Regions from separate parts of the Mus musculus genome. Here all the other regions are linked to region 3. A link is a contact called in public Hi-C, HiChIP or PLAC-seq and promoter capture Hi-C data. All regions are on one chromosome and are shown on one strand. Each heading gives the region's core, a stretch centred on a gene start, on an enhancer-like site or on the middle of the called end of the contact. The rest is flanking DNA. Distances are from core to core; before and after follow the strand shown.

Region 1 (3,952 bases), core at 1,271-3,770, 640 kb before region 3:
TATTGGCTTTCTAGTATAAACACTCCAAACCCTGTCTTGAAAAAACCAAAAAACCAAAAACCAAAAACAACAACAACAAAAAGAATGCTAACTGGAAATGGCCTGGGATTTTGAAACCTCAAAGGCCCCCAGTGACACATGGAAACTTGGTGGCATACAAGCAGACATGCTGCTGGAGAAGGAGCTGAGAGTTCTGCATCTTTATAATGAAGGCAGCAAGGAGAGACTGTGTACCACACTAGGTGTAGCTTGAGCATAGGAGACCTCAAAGCCCACCCGTAGAGTGACACACTTCCTCCAACAAGGCCACACCTCCTAATAGTGCCACTCATTTTTAAAAAATCTTTCTCGTTTTTAGAAAAGATTTATTTCTTTATTTATTATATGTAAATACACTGTAGCTGTCTTCAGACACAGTGAAGAAGAGGGCATCAGATCTCACTATGGATGCTTGTGAGCCACCGTGTGGTTGTTGGGATTTGAACTCAGAAGCTTCGGAAGAGCAGTCAGTGCTCTTAACCACTGAGCCATCTCTCCAGCCCCAGTAGTGCCACTCTTATGGGTCAAGCATTCAAACACATGAGCCTCTGGGGTGACCATTCCTATTCAAACCCCCACAGGGACCACTGTTGTTCAAACCTCACATTAAGCAACTCCATTCCTAAAAAGATGAGATTCCAGCTCCACACAGTTGTTCACAACAGCACTACTTGTAACAACCAAAAGAAAAAGAAAAGTAATTTTCCCAACAGCGGCTGAGCAGCTCAGTAAGTTGTGCACATCTCTACAGTGGAGATGTTATCTGGCATTGAAAAGCTGAGGTGCTGGCACACGCTCCAGAATGGACGAACCTTGGGGACTCAAAGGAAAGAAGTGCCAACTTGTCTAACTCCAGGCTAGGAAATGTCCAGGAGAGACAACTCACAGAGATGGGGTCAACCGATGGCTTTTAAGAGCTGGGTGTGTGTGCATGCGGAAAGGATGGGGAGGAAATGTCGATGGAGTGGACTTTCTTCTACAGGCTTGAAGTTTTCCTAAAGATGGGGCCAGCAAGAGGGCTCAGCAGGTGAAGGTGCTTGTCACCAAGTGTGGTGGCCTTGAGTTGGATCCTTGGAACCCACATAGTTGAAGTAGAGAACTTACCCTTGCAAATTATTCCCTGAGGACCTCATGCATGCTGTGACATACACACACACACACACACACACACACAGAGAGAGAGAGAGAGAGAGAGAGAGAGAGAGAGAGAGCATCAAATGAGTGGGATTTCTGTGAGGTTTATCCAATACAGTGATTTAAGAAAGAGGAATGGAGCTGTAAAAGCTGTATATGTGCTTCATGAAGACAGTACAGAAATACCCCGCACACCAAGAAGGGAACTGGAGCCTGGCTCCTCGGGCAGCCTTCAGCACCTTTGGAAACAGTCTGTACTCATCCATGCCTGGGACATTCTCTGCTGTGGTACTCATAGCCACAAATACGCCAGTCCACTGTGGGCCTAGACCAGTCCATCTGTTTTAAGAAATATACGTGCAGAATATAGCCTGTGAAATATGAGGCAGAGATGCCAGTGGGTGCCAAAGAAATTCAAAATGCTCATCGGACCAGTGCCTGGAAGGAAAGAGGGCACTGTCATGAGGGAGTGTGTGAGGTGCTTCTCTCAAAGCTGACCCTGCCACACAGAGACAGTGCAGGCTAGCCATACATCTTCCATGATCACTCTGCTCAGAGCCCCTTGAAGAGTCAATACCGGTATCTTTTGGGGGTGGTCACAGTTTATTCCCTCAAAAACATCCTATTTTAAAAAAAATGGAGTCAGCATAAGACTTAGTGCATTAGGTTTCTATATAAAAGAAACATATGTGAGACCAGGGATGTGTGTGTGTGTGTGTGTGTGTGGTGCAGCTTAGGTGTGGCACTCTGGTCTCCCATGTGAGCCCTGGGGTCCAGCCCTAGAACTGAAACAAAAGAACAAAACAAACAACAACAACAACAACAAAAAACACAAAAATATTGAAAATCTGGGTTACGGGATCCAACTTTCCTGGGGTGTCTGTGGGGGAGTCCTCGCCCTTAAAAACTATTTATTGTGTACTCCTCTGCTCTCTAAAATAATTATAGGATCCCTCCTACGCTTTTCATTCTAAGCCCGTAGAGTCCATTGCACCTTTTAGTTCCTGGGCCTAGCGGTGTCGAGAGCAGAATCTACCTCTAGGTGGAGACAGGCCCTTGTCTCTTGTCTTAAGGGTTAATTCAGCACTGTGGCAGGCCAGGGACCTGGCTGGCTAGGGGACCATAAGAAGGCCGCTCACCTTAGACAGAGTGCTTTTTCTGTCCAGACTCTCGCTCCCCCACCCCCACCCCCACCCCAAGCCCACAGTGTAGCCCCTACAGCCAGCAAAGTTGCCAGGAGGCTCAGGGATCTGTCCCTGTCTGATGGCCGACATAGAACACAGAGCTATTTGTTTTTCTTTTCTGCAGTAGGACCAGGTCTTAAGTATTCTTTCGAAACTCCTTAACCAAAGCTCTGGGCTTCCTAACACCTTTTCTAAGCATCCCCCTCCTGGAGGGTGGCTCACCTCCGGGCTACTTTATCTCAAATAGCTTGGCTGTTTTTCTTCTGTCCTCCCTTCCACGCAGCCAGGAGATCCGTAGCTTGCCTGCCTTAGGGTTCTCCTTCTAGACTCTAAAAACTGTCCTCCGGCTTCTGTGTGTTCAGGGGGTTGGGGGTGGGGATGGATGTGGATTCTATTTGTGTCCCTAATTCTATTAATGAAACTAAGAAGCCTGAGAGAGCAGAACTTGGTTTCCCAAGTATCATGTGACCATGGGTGGCCAACACCCACCCTTCCAAGACACTGGCCACGCTCTGTCCTACTTTAAATTCTTTAATTAGGAAAGCAACTATGGACAGAAAATAAAAATACATCTCAAAAAAATAATTTAAAAAAACCCAAGGTTCCAGGCCAACCTGGGTTATATAGAGACCCTGTCAATCAAGAGTCAGAGAGAGAGAGAGAGAGAGAGAGCTCGATCATCCTTATTCCCTTATATAGTAGAATCTAAACTCATGTACTAAATTCACCTATTACCTATTTAAAGTGGGGGGGTCACTGGAGAGAGGGCTCAGAGATTAAGAGCATTGACTGCAATTCCAGAGGTTCTAAGTTCAAATCCCAACAATCACATGGTGGCTCACAACCAAAGCAAGCACTCTGCTGACCGGGACATAATTTTTCCTTTAAACTTATTCTTTCATACCAAATTTTCTGTTCTGTTTTTGATTGAGGAGTTTTCATAATTCTCTAGAACCCAAATCTCTATGTAAATTAAAATTAGAAAAATTTATACTTGCAAAGACTACCAGGCTGTAAGCAAGTTAAAATAATTTATGTGTGTTAGATGTTTTCATAAATGGCCAACATAAAAGGAAAATTTTTATTAGGCTTTCGAACTCATAGTCCATGAATCCTATGACATATACTACATATTAATGGATATCATTTGTCTCTCTTTACTTCATATATACATATATATGTACACATACATATATATTATATATTTATATTTATAAATAAATATATTATATATTTATATTTATAAAGATATGTATACTTTATATTTATATATATAATCAATATATAGTGGTTAACTTTAAGTATAGGAAAGTGCACATGAGTGGCAGGTGGTGTCCATTTGTTACATTGTAGTAACCACTTCGCCTCTTGTAACATTGTTACACTTCACAAGCACTTGGTAAATCCTCCTCCTGCCCGGTATACTATATTGTACAGACCCAGGCAGAGCAATCAACATCACCAGTTCTTCGAAGTTCTCAGCCCTTCTTTCTTTTTTTTTTGTTTTGCTAAAAATCCTGTTGATCTTTCCTGGAACACTCTAGTAGCTCCTTCCTGAGAGAGGTTAACCGTGAAGGGGACAAGTTGAGTTGGCC
Region 2 (3,786 bases), core at 930-3,429, 910 kb before region 3:
ACCATGAACAGAGTAAAACCAAGCAGGACCAGAAACAATGTCAGTCGTCGTCCCCAACCCCACCCCACCCCCAAGCCCGCCAAGAAATCCCTTTCCCCAGTCTGAAATAGTTCCTATGTGCTAAGTTTTCCCCTCATCTCTGGCAAAAGGGATACATTAACATATCTCTGTGGTTCTCATTGGCGTGTCAAGGTCAATGGTAGCCTCCACACTTCCTTATTCCATACTCACAAGTCCCCCACCCCCTAACCCAGCCCACAGGCCCAGGTATGGCTTCCATATAACCCAGAAGATCTTACACACACACACACACACACACACACACACACACACACACGTATACCCCCCTACATCCCCCCACCCCGCATCTTGCTGCTCTCCTCAGAGACAGCCTTGGCAGTTTAAAATAAACTTCTTACCCTTGTACCCATGCTTCATTGGTACCCATTTTCATTCAAATAGAAGAAACTAGTAAAGTCCAGAATGTGAGGTAGCCAAGGGGCTGTAGAGAATTGCATGGAACACATTAGAAGGGGCAGCATCTGCCAATTATTAGGGCTTTGGGGGCAGCCTAGATCTGTAGCCAGCACTCAATAACCTTTTAATAATTATTCATTTCCTTCTCCTTTTTCAGTCCTTCCCCCTACTCTCAATTCGGGTTTTAATTTCCTTTGGCAGAAAATATAAAGATACTTGCGTCTGTAGCCCTAATCTCAAAGTCACTAATGCCTTGATTTTTGTTGTTTTGTTTCTTTTGAGACAGGGTTTCTCTGTGTAATTCTGGCCATACTGGAACTCTCATGGTAGACCAGGTGGGCCTCAAACTCAAGAGATCCACCTGCTTCTGCCGCCCAAGCACTGGGATTAAAGGTGTGCGCCAACACCAGCAGGCTCTCTAATACCGCGCTATCAAACCTCATGATCACTCTGTAGACCTAAGAATACAAAGCGGAGCTTGTAACATTAAAACAACAATGTAGCTATCCTAGTCTGCTAGTCTCTACAAAAGTGATTTCTCTAAGGCTCAAAACATAAAAATGTTTCCTTTTTTCCAGCGGGGGAGCTCTGAAGTGTCGGGAAGAATTTCACACATCCCAGGCTAGCCTCAACTCACAAAGTAGCTGAGGATGACCTTGAATTTCTGACCCTAGGGCATTCACCGCCTGAGTACCAGGATTACAGGCCTGTACCACCATACTTGACATGTGCCGATAACTCTCTGGAGTCCAGCCAGCGCTCCTAAGAAACATCCGTACAAAGCTAGTTTGTTCTAGACTTCACCTGAAATGGCCCAAAAGCAAATCATATAATACTAAAATGTAGGCAGGGTTTATTTACTGATACATCCCAAGAACTCGCAGGATCCAAAGTTTAAGGCCAGCCTAGATAAAAAGCGCGGTTTTATAAACAACTGTATAAAGAACAACCACAGTCATCTGTAAAGTGGAAGGCACAGAGGGAAAATGTTCTTTAGTAAATTTAATTAAGGACACTTAACAGTACCTGACATATAAGGGCAAACATAACTGTTAAAGTAAAAAATTGATACATCAAGCCCTATTTTCGCCTTTTCCTTGATCATAAATGCCATTATAAGTGCAACCACAGACAGTAACTATGTTTCCAAGAAATAAATGGGAGGGAGGTGCCCTCATCGGGAGCTTGTGGAGAGGAAGGGCAAGATCTATGGCAAAGGTATTAAGGAGACAAAGAGATTAAGTATCTTAATTTTGGGACTTAGATACATTGTAGCTTTGCTCCCACGAAGGTAATGCCGGGAAGAGGAGGGGTCTGTAGGGACCCAACAGTCCCAGTGAGCTCACTCACCTCTAATGCTGCCTGGGGATCCCCGTCGATCAGAGCATCTGAGAAGCTCTGGAAAAGCCTGCCAAGAAAACAACGACTTCAGCAGGTCTCTCTAATCAAGGAAAGAATAGAAAGACAAACAGCAAAGGTGAAGAAAATCACGCACCGCTGGGACGATGCAGGTCCTGCTGCAGCTGCCGCCATCCCTAGGAGTCAAGAAAGCTTCTGCCTGAGCGTTTCTACCTTGGTTACCAGCTCCGCCGCCGCCCAGGAAGGGAAAACTTCTAAAGAAACCCCAACTGAGCTTCCGTCCTCCGTAGCCAATCAGCGGTCGCGCAGCATGCAGCCGCGGAAAAGGAGGCGAAGGGTGGGCAGGTAGGCGCGGGGCCGGCTGGGAAAGAGGAGGAAACGCTCTCCGGCCCCGCCCCTACCCGTGACGCAGCCAAGCCCCCGCCCCGAGGGCGTGGCCGTGAGTCCCGCGCCCCGCCGTACGCCCGTGGGGGATCCGGCATGGCTTGTAAGCTTTGAAATATTGTCTCGGAGCCCACTGTAAGGTACTGGGGATCCGTCGGGAGGTAGTTCTGGCTTCGCTAAGGAGTGTCACGTTAAGCTCCGTTTACTCCGGTTTTCATCATGGCTACCGCCGGCGGCCAAGTTGTGCGTGACGTCACTCGTGGCAGCCAGGTCTTTTCCGGCAGCAGAGCCCGGGATGGCGCATCAGTTCGCATGACTCTCTCCGTGGAGAACCCGGACGGCCTGGCTCGCCGGAAGTCACGTTACCGGCATGGAGGACGGAGTTTTCCGGAGGGCCTGCCAGATGCCAGAGCTCCACACCCCAAGCTTCCTTCCTAAGTCGGCTTTCCAAACCAAGAAAAGCCTGTTTCACAAGCACCGCGTGGATGAAAGTGACCTATAGCTAATGGTCTTATTGCTGCTTTGTGTTCTAAGTAACCAGTAAGCCCCCCGTCCCCCGCCGTCCTTAGAGCCAAACATCACACTAGGAAGTTTCCTGCGAATTCTTTGAAACTGAGTGGTAAGGGGCAACAGGAGGGAGTGGCAGTTATAGGTTCACCAAACTTGATTTAAAAGCTCTTGATAACGCTCAGTAACTCGTTTTACCAAGTCTGTTTTAGTAGGTGAAATGATTGAAGTGGTCGTTGGCTTCCTCAAACAAGATATATATAAGACCTCAGTCTGGAAACATGACAGTCCACGAAGAAAAAGAAATTACAGTTCAGGCATTTGTGTACATATCCCCACTGTTAAACTCGCCCACTTTTCTGAGTTCTAACTTTAAAAGACCTAAGTTTTGTCTTCCCCACTTTTCTAGCACGTTTTCCATACTGGCCAAACGCCTAGTTGTGCTTGCTAGCTATCGTGGGTATTATAATTTTTTGTTACAACCTCAACCTACCAATCAATCACCCCTTGCAGATGCAAAAAATAACGGTGGGAGGACGTTTGAAAATACAGAGAAACTTGAGCCCATATTCAAGATGGAGAAACGGAGGTTACAAAGATTTAAGTATGTATGGGGTCATCAAGAGATGGAAGTGTGGAATACTACAAAGTTTAAAGTGTAACACATTTGCCACCTGTAGGTATATCCCATCTGTATTGTAAATGGGTTGTTTGAAGGGGGGGGGGGGTCGAGCCGGGGCGGGGAAGGGCTGATAGAAGATAACAGGTCCCAGAAAGGAATCTGAATCCACTTGTGGGAAAGGAGAAGTAGGTGGGAGAGACACTTGAGGCAGACCAGGGCCAGCTGGCCACTAAACTCAAAGAGGTGCAGGTTTCAGGTTTTAGTAAGTACTGAGAAGATCAAATTAGCTCAACTAAACTGAAGCTAAGCAGATCTGTAAGGGAAGGTAGAGAGCATCGTTTTGGATCTTTCCATTCAAGGTTGTTTTCCGTTTCTGTGAACCCTGCAGAAACTAGACTGTAAAAGAACAGATGCATAACGATGAGGAGTGTCTTCTG
Region 3 (3,917 bases), core at 494-2,993:
GGAGAAAAAAACAATTCTTTTTTGAGCATGTGTGTGTGTGTGTGTGTGTGTGTGTGTGTGTGTGTGAATTAAAAGTGTTACTATTGCTATGTGTTGGTGTGAATCTATATATATATTTTACATTTCTACATCTATAAAACCACTAGCTTACAATTTTCATAATTGACACAGCTTAATTAAGGTTGTGACTTGACATTTTGGTGATTGTCAGGCCATTTCTTCATTTGGCGATATTCCAGTATGATATCTTTCTGAGTGAGATAAATCTATGCCTAAAGCCAGAAGAAAAGAAACACACCTGCAAATGTCATCGTTATTTTGAAATTACGTTTATTTCTGTGTTTTGCTTTTTTCATAATAGGATTTTCTGGTTTTGTGAGTAGTTAAGTTTCTATTTGCGTAAACTTGGCACTTTGAGATCACAAGTAAACCTTTTTTTCAGAAGTCAGAGTCTCTTCAGATCCTGCTGTGGTTTGAATATGGAACGTTCCCCTCAGGTTCTCACATTTGGTTACTGGGTTTTCACCTGGTGTCATTGGAGGGGAAGGTGGTGGAACCTGAGGAGGTGGGGCTACTCTGGAGGAAGTAGGTCTCTGTGGTGGGCCTTGAGGACTCATAGCCTGGCTCTACTTCCTGTCTCCTTTCTGCTTCCTGACTGTCCGGGCTGTGTGGCCAGTATGTCAAGCTTCCACACCCGCCTTCCTTGCTAGGATGGATGTATTGCTTAATCTGTGAGCTAAAAAAAACCATTTCCCAGCCTATGCTGTTTCTTATCAGGTGTTTGATCACAGCATTAGAAAGTAACTAATATGTATCTTATTGATGAAGTGAACTGCTCGGTCTCTCCGGTCCTGCCAGCTCTTTCTCTTCTCGGTTATAGAGATACAATGTACTGCATAGCCTTCAAGGCTCTGTGGGATTTACACACTGGACAAGCTTGCTGTCTTCCTGGGAGAGGATGTTCCTAATAGGATTTTTAAGGTGGGAGCCTATTGGAGATGGAGTTGAAGGAATTATCTGGGAAAGGAAGAATGCCAAACCTACTGAGGCTCAATGGCTTGAGCCTCTGGTAAGAGGGAGCCGTGTACTGTGGGCTTCCATGTTTGAAGATAACATTTCCTCTTACACTGACTTTTCTCTCAAATGGGTTTAAGCTTGAAAGAACTTGTCGTCAGGATGCATGCCAGTAAAGAAGGAGAAGAAAGCAGGAAGTGGAAAGCATGCTGTTAGACAAGGAAAACAAACAAACAAAACCCTGCTCAGTGGGAAGCTGCCTCTGCTCAGAGCACTGTAGCAACCCTGAAGCCACTCTCTGCTGCTGTCTAGCTCCCAGCACGGAGAAAGCCAGTGCAGGCTGGCTGTGTGAAGCCACGGAGCGCCTCCCCCATCCTCCTCTCTGGAAGCGTTCAGGATCTTCTCTGCTCCTCAGGGATCTGTAACTTCACAGCAGAATTCACAGTGTGGGTTTATTTTCATCCACTGTGTGGGCTTCTCCCCATTCAGGGCTCAGTTCTGGGAAATCATCTTGAGTTATTTCTTCCTTCTGTTTGTTCTCCTTATTCTGTGTGGTATTACCATTGTTTGGACGTTGGCCCTCCTGGATTTGTCATTGCGTGTTCCTTCCCAGTCTCTCCCCAACTCCCCATTTTCTAGCATGTTTCCCTTTTCATTGTGCTTCCTAGGAGAGTTCTTGACTTTATTTTGCAACCTTTCTATTGTATTTTCACTTCCCTTTGGGTAAATATACAAACATTTGTGTGTGTGCACACAGGGCTTCCTGCGATGGTTATCATACTTCAGCATCTATGTGGGCTTGGTTTTAATGCTCCCTAAAGGATGCAAAGGAAAAAAAAAGTGGTCTGCAGAAGATCAAATGTATGTTATAAAATGTGAATGTTATAGAATGTTAACCCAGGCACTCCCTTTTATGAGCTTTTGACCATCTCTTCATTACTCATATCTATCACGGGGTGTTAATGAATGGTATGTGAGTAGTGGCTGTTTAGGGAACAGTGACAAAAGAGTGGCCATTTTAAGTTCAGTTAAAAATGCTTTTTTTCCCCCCCAGAGTATTTTCAACTTGTGGTCAGTTGACTCAATGGATATGGAACCCACAGACACACACCCACACACACACACAGACACTACACACTATACACACACTACACACACAGAGACATACACACAGACACACACACTACAGACACACTACACACACACATTATACACACACAGAGAGACACACACTTCACACACAGACACACATGCTACACACAGAAACACACAGACACATACACACTACACACACAGACACACACACAGACGCATAGAGAAATAAACACAGACACACACACAGACGCATAGAGAAGTAAACACAGACAGACACACTAAACACACCACACACACACACACACACACACACACACACACACTTACTTGTAGAACCACCACCCCTGAAGCTGGACCTACACACACACACACACACACACACACACACACACACTTACTTGTAGAACCACCACCCCTGAAGCTGGACCTCTGAAGCTGTTTGAGGTGCAGGTGTTTCATTCTATAACCTGACTAGGCTTTTCCTTGACAACCCCTGACATCTCCGCCCTTGGCTTTGTCAGGTCCCAAAGGGCTTTCCAATAGCAAATTGCAATCCTGGCTACCGTCATCTTGAAGGTTTGTTATATAGCAAGTCCAGGGTACTGGCTTATTCACACTTACACAGCACTACTCCTCTGCCTCTAGTTACTTCTGAGTCTTTTATTCTAGACTCTCTCCATTCAGCTCTCTCCAGAATAAGCCCCCAGCCTTGTTCTGCTGTGGGAGACAGACATTTGGGGCAAAGCAGAGCTGAAGAAAAGAGGAGTGGGGAGGGCGGGTGCTGGTGAGGGAGGAGGAAGACAGAGGTTCGTTCTTTCTTTATATATATACATATACATATATGTATATATATATATTATTAGATATTTTCTTCATTTACATTTCAAATGCTATCCCAAAACTCCCCTATCCCCTAAATCAGACTTTCACCTAGTTCCTTGCTCCGGCACGAGAGGTACCTGGTGCTGTGAGGTATTGAGTCCTTCGGGGATCGTCTGTTCTAGTGGGCTGGCTTTCAGCTGTCCACACTGCCACTGTGTGGCTGCACTAAGTCAGTCCTCATTCTTGTATCTGCTTCACCACTTGTAAGTGGTTCAACTTTGATCTCTGATTTTGTTGAACCTCATAATCTTCTGCCTTTCCCAGAAACCTCTCTACTGGAACTTTGAAGGAATGAGAGCGTGTCGAGAGCTAAGAAACCTGTGTAAAACCAGTAGTTTTAAATATGGATTTTGGAAAAATTAAAAACATACTATTAGTTTAATATCGTAAACTCATAATCGTGAGTAGTTAAGCTTTGTTTGCTGATGTGTGGTTACAGTGGAGCTGTGTTTTAAGACAGTTTTTAGGGTACTGAGGCCTTTCCAGTCTTCCTTGCCTATATGTTTTAGCATGGCACTCTTCCCTTCCCGATTTACGTGTAGTATTTCATCAGAACCTTGCCTTTGTAAAAGCGATGAAAGCATGAAGCCGTGGTGGGCCGGGATGGCTGTTGTCTCTGCCTGTGGGTTGCCTTTGTCACCTATTCAAGGCTGAGCTCTTCATCTTTTCATTCCCCCACCCCCTTTCAGTTCATAGAATTTATAAGTAACCATAGCTTTGTATGGAACCATTACATAGACTTGTAAGTAACCAGGAGGTCCCTGGCTCTTTCTTAGCCATTTCTAGCTCGACCCCACTGTGTCTCTTTTTCCTTTATGAAGGCTTCTTAGTGACCCCCGTGTAATGTTTCCAGTCTGCTCATACGTTTCTAGCATCTCCATACTTTTATTTGGACCCTCTTATGTCCGGGGTATGGTGTATCGGCC
Region 4 (4,273 bases), core at 817-3,316, 750 kb before region 3:
TGCAAAAGGCCTAACATGGTGCCTATATTAATCCATTGGTCTTCCCTAGTATCATACTCATATACTGTGACTCGGTTCTTTTTCCACTGTGGGGTGGTAGAGGTGATGAGCAGCAACTTTTGGTCATGATTGACAATCTGGTAGTTGTGGGTTTCTGAGTCCAGTGGGATATTACTAATCCGCCTCCACTCTCCTCTAGCAGGGTTGTAGACCTTCATGACTGGGATGTCACAGATACAATAGATTTCCTCTTTGAAGACACAGGCTTCTTGAAAGTCACTTCGTTTGAGAGATGCACAATTCAGCCACATATTATGGCTAGGATCATAGCAGAGCATGCGCTTACTGTTGACAGCGTAAAGATAATTCTGAACCACTATTAGTTCAAATGAATAAAAGGAATGTGGTACAGGAGCCACCAATGCCCATTGGTTCCTCTGGACACTGTAGCATTCCACTTCCTTCAATTTAACTCCAGTAATCGGGTCTCTCCCACCCAAGATGTAAATGTAGCCATTCAGATAGGCTACATCCATACCCTCTCGACACAGCAAGCGGTCTGCCAGCTGATGCCAACTATTTTGGGCTGGTTTATACACCCATAGGTCTTTCCTGGGCTGGGCAGCAAGATAGATGTCATGGTCTGGAGAGACACAAACAGCTGAAGATGTAATGGTCTTAGTGTGTGCCAAGCTAGTCAAAGGAGACGGCATTGTGTAAATATCTCCGGAATAAGGGTCGTAACAGAGAAATGGATCTCGGGGGTGCCCAAAAAATATTACCATCTCTTTGGCACACATACCCAACCTTTGGGGTGGATTTTCTGCTACCGATACAACTGAGCTACTGCTGCTGCTGCTATTGCTGCTATTATTGCTATCACTGCTGTGGCTGCTATTTGGCTTGGCAACCACTGACTTGTACAACCTATCACCAAATCGCAGCTGCCGGAGAGCCCCTTCAATAATGTCCAGGCAGTATTTCTTCACAATAGGCTTGCTCAGTAGCCCTCCCAGGTAGTCCTGCTCTTCTGCAGGGAAGTGCGCCCAACGAATACACTTAAAGACTTCCGCAGCACTGGGACCCCGCTCTTTCGGAGCAGCCTCCAGCCACTGCACCGCCACATGACACACAGTCTTCTCACTCTCTACATCCAAGCTGTCCAGACGCAGGACGGCCAGCAGCTGGGCCAGGGTCAGATCTGCCAGCGTCTCCTCCCGAATGGACCCCATCCTGCTGAGCTGCTTGAAGTTGTGAGCTATGAAGGACTGGGCCTGAGATCGCAGCTTGTGGTGGTCAAAGGCATCGGCAAACTTGAGGATGGCAGTGCAATTGGTCAGGTCAAGGCGGCGAGCCAGGAAGGAGGCACAGGCTTCGCGCACGTACTCCAGCTGCAGCATATCCGAGGCCGCGTACAGGCGCTGCACGTTGGCCTCGCTGAGCGACACGCGACCAGTGTAGCAGTAGTCCACCAAGACCTCGAAGGACTCGGCATCCACGTCGTGGATCGTCACGCTGGCCTGCTGGCTCTCGTACATGCCCCCCGTGAACATGCTCTTGAAGTAGGGGCAAGCGGCCGCCAGCACGTTGCGGTTGCACGAGAAGAGGCGCCCCGTGCCCGGCCCGCTGCCAGGCGTCACCACCTCGATGGTCACATCGCACAGCAGCCGCGCGTCGTAGAAAGACTTGAGCTGTGCCAGGAGGGCTGCGGAATGGGCCGCGTCCTTTAATTCCTCCGGGCCCGTGAAAAAGGCCGACACCGAGGGCTTGGAAATCCTCTTGGGCCGCCTCCCGCCGCGGGGGCTGGCGAGGCGGCGAGAGCGCGGGGCGTCTTCCCGGGACTGCATGGTGGAGATGGCGGCGGGGCGCCGAGGGCGAGAACGGCTGCAGACGCCCGGCTCCTCCTCACGCCTCCCTCGCCGACGCCGACTCAGCGGCGTCCCAGAACAAACTCGGCTCGCGGCCGCAATTACTCAGCTGGGCCTTCGGGGCGGAGCCGTCTGCCTTTATCGCGTAGTCCCCGGCTGACTCACTGTTTCCCTTCACGCCCTTTCTCAGCCCTTAGCTCACCCTCACACGACCCTGGGGTCTAGCCGCAGGAGCAGCTTCTGCCGAGCGGGCGAGACGGGTAGATGCCCGGACGAACTACTCTTCCCAGGTTGCCTTTCGCGCGCCTCGATGCATGACGGGATCCTCCGGCTCACGGACTATATGAAGAGGCCGAAGCCGCTTTGCATCTTGGGAATTGTAGTTTACATAACCTCTTTATTTTTTTTTTTCTGTTACTGGGTCCTTCACTGAGGTAGAAAGTGGATAGTATCCGGAATTTGATACTTTAGGTTTCAGTCTTGCATAGTGGCATACATATTTATCCCAGCACCAGGGAGGCTGAGGCAGGGGGATCTCTTGAGTTTGAGAACAACTTGGTCTGCATAGAGAGTTCCAGGACAGCTTGAGCTATGTAGAGAGAACCCATCTCACTAAAATAAAATAAAATATAATGGCTTTCAAGTCCAGAGTAAAAGTATCCACTCTATTATTTGTTTGCATGACTTCCTCCTGAAAACTTTATTGAATTTGAAAACTGAGGATAGCAGTATTTTAGTTTTGTGAAGACTGAATGGTATGTGCAATTTACAGAGTTCTTTTGTTGTGGATAGCCCTGGGGCTAATTATATTTGATGTTAATTCCATTCTCCTGTGAGTGGTTGTGAACAAGGGATGAGTTGGCACCCAGGTGATTTCCTGTAAACCTGATTCCACCTTAATTTGAAAAATAAAGGAGAGCTGATGATTGGGCAGATAAAGGGAAGGTGGAGAGAGAGAAGATGAAGAGTAAAAGGAAGAAGAAGAAAAGTGGAGCAGAAGCACATGGCCTGGAGAAACTGAAAGTTCTAAGGGGTCACATAAGACGTGGAAGACCGTAGTGTAGACATACAGCACGTATTTATATTAGCTGAGCTGTGTTTTCATTGCCAGGGCATATTTGGGTTGGAGTTTTACTGCAACATTCTTTATTTTATTAGAAATATTAAAGTTACAGACTATTTTTAAAATGCAAAATCAAGCATTACTGTTTCTTACTTACTCTTATAGAAACACATCTACTAATTTGAAGCCATGAGCCATTAAAAGACTGTAAATTTCTGCAAATAACTTCTTTTTCACTTGCAGCTTAAATGCACACACACAGAGGTTTTCTTTTTTCTTTACTTTCTTTTGTTGTTGTTGTTGTGAGACAGGGCTTCTCTGTTTAGCTCTGGCTGTCCTGGATCCACCTGCCTCTGCCTACTAAGTGCCAGGATTAAAGGCATTGCTGGGATTAAATAAAGGTGGTGGCACATGCCTTTAACCCCAGCACTGAGGAAGAAGAAGCAGGGAGCATTTGATCGAGACCAGCCTGGTCTACAAGAAGAGCCAGGGCTACACAAAGAGAATCCCTGTCTCAAAACAAACAACCCATGCTCAGAAAAACAAAAAAAAAACCAAATTACGTAGATTCATTAGGAAGTATTGGACGACTAATTTGAGGACCTAAGAACATTTATGGAAGCCATTCAAATGTCTAGACTAGGTATAAACAAAGACGTGGTTTTGTTTCCTCATTGTTACAGTTTTAACAGGAAATGTTCTATAAATACTTAGGTATTGGTGAGTTTGGTTGTCAGCTAATGGGCCTTTGAGAAGTGACTAGATCCTAGGGGTTCACTACTGTGCAACTAATGGGTCTTTTCTAAAAGTTTAATTAAGTTGAGTCTTCATTACATTTGTGCTTCTGCTGTGTGAGAGTGTGTGGCACACGTGTGAAGGTTAGAGCATAACTTGATGCAGTCTGTTTTCCTTCCACCATGTGGGTTCTGATGATCAAACTCAGGCCTTGAGGCTTGGGAACAAACAAGTGCTTTTCCTAGCTAAGACATTTCACCCATCCTGCAGGTTGAATGTGAGAAACCAGGAGCCGATAGCAATGTAATGCAAAGGAGAATCTTCTCGGGAAATGATTCTGAAACAACTAAATCAAAGTCAACAGTGTTAATTGACTCCCTTCCTTAAACTCCAAGAAAAAAATAAATCAAGATAAAACTTAGTCCTAAAGGGAAGACTAAAAACTGCAGAGCTGCCAGGTATGGTGGGACGTGCCTTTAGTCCTAGAATGAGAGAGACAGGTTGGATCTCCATGACTTCACAGCCAGCCTGGTCTACACAGCGATTTCCAGGCCAGACAGGACTATACACAGAGAAACCCTGTCTGGAAGGAAATAAAGACTACAAA

Evidence for each region. Promoter capture Hi-C pulls out the DNA fragments that hold promoters and counts their contacts. Hi-C and Micro-C count contacts between places; a contact is called where the count stands out from the background. HiChIP or PLAC-seq counts read pairs in DNA pulled down with a chosen protein or histone mark.
Region 1: a contact with region 3 is called in a Hi-C map of the P5424 cell line, with 5 times the contacts expected there. The contact joins two enhancer-like sites. A contact is called at or near these places in 1 of 39 promoter capture datasets (embryonic stem cells), 6 of 15 datasets of contacts at CTCF or cohesin (the NIH/3T3 cell line, embryonic stem cells, large pre-B cells and 2 more), 135 of 484 Hi-C or Micro-C datasets (the 63-12 cell line, the AML12 cell line, B cells and 68 more), 12 of 115 datasets of contacts at active chromatin or transcription factors (the 230-238 cell line, T-cell acute lymphoblastic leukemia, astrocytes and 8 more) and 1 of 9 other capture datasets (embryonic stem cells).
Region 2: an H3K27ac HiChIP or PLAC-seq map of embryonic stem cells shows a contact between it and region 3, with 2.5 times the contacts expected there. The contact joins the promoter of Sugt1 here to the enhancer-like site in region 3. A contact is called at or near these places in 2 of 39 promoter capture datasets (the C10 cell line and cranial neural crest) and 4 of 115 datasets of contacts at active chromatin or transcription factors (embryonic stem cells, large pre-B cells, memory CD8 T cells and 1 more).
Region 4: a promoter capture Hi-C map of embryonic stem cells shows a contact between it and region 3. The contact joins the promoter of Kbtbd7 here to the enhancer-like site in region 3. A contact is called at or near these places in 6 of 39 promoter capture datasets (HPC-7-derived erythroid cells, cranial neural crest, embryonic stem cells and 3 more) and 3 of 115 datasets of contacts at active chromatin or transcription factors (astrocytes, cardiomyocytes and memory CD8 T cells).

The regions. Positions count from the first base shown.
Region 1 is chr14:79,319,654-79,323,605 of GRCm38.p6, reverse strand. No RefSeq gene overlaps it. Among named protein-coding and RNA genes, the nearest start is that of Rgcc, 20 kb to the right of the region's middle. Within about 2 kb of position 2,520, at least 14 of the 459 cell types and tissues checked have an H3K27ac peak or open chromatin away from gene starts, as enhancers often do. A contact at or near this core is called in the P5424 cell line and cerebral cortex, where this site is marked.
Region 2 is chr14:79,586,053-79,589,838 of GRCm38.p6, reverse strand. It overlaps Sugt1 (SGT1, suppressor of G2 allele of SKP1 (S. cerevisiae)), which reads right to left and starts at 2,179. Exons shown (of 13, transcript NM_026474.6): 1 at 1,973-2,179; 2 at 1,828-1,885. The coding sequence starts at 2,010.
Region 3 is chr14:78,675,872-78,679,788 of GRCm38.p6, reverse strand. The region is part of intron 2 of Dgkh (diacylglycerol kinase, eta); the gene reads left to right. Among named protein-coding and RNA genes, the nearest start is that of Gm30716, 27 kb to the right of the region's middle. Within about 2 kb of position 1,743, at least 116 of the 459 cell types and tissues checked have an H3K27ac peak or open chromatin away from gene starts, as enhancers often do. A contact at or near this core is called in the P5424 cell line, cerebral cortex, embryonic stem cells and 1 more, where this site is marked.
Region 4 is chr14:79,424,304-79,428,576 of GRCm38.p6, reverse strand. It overlaps Kbtbd7 (kelch repeat and BTB (POZ) domain containing 7), which reads right to left and starts at 2,066. Exons shown (of 1, transcript NM_001024135.2): 1 at 1-2,066. The coding sequence starts at 1,847.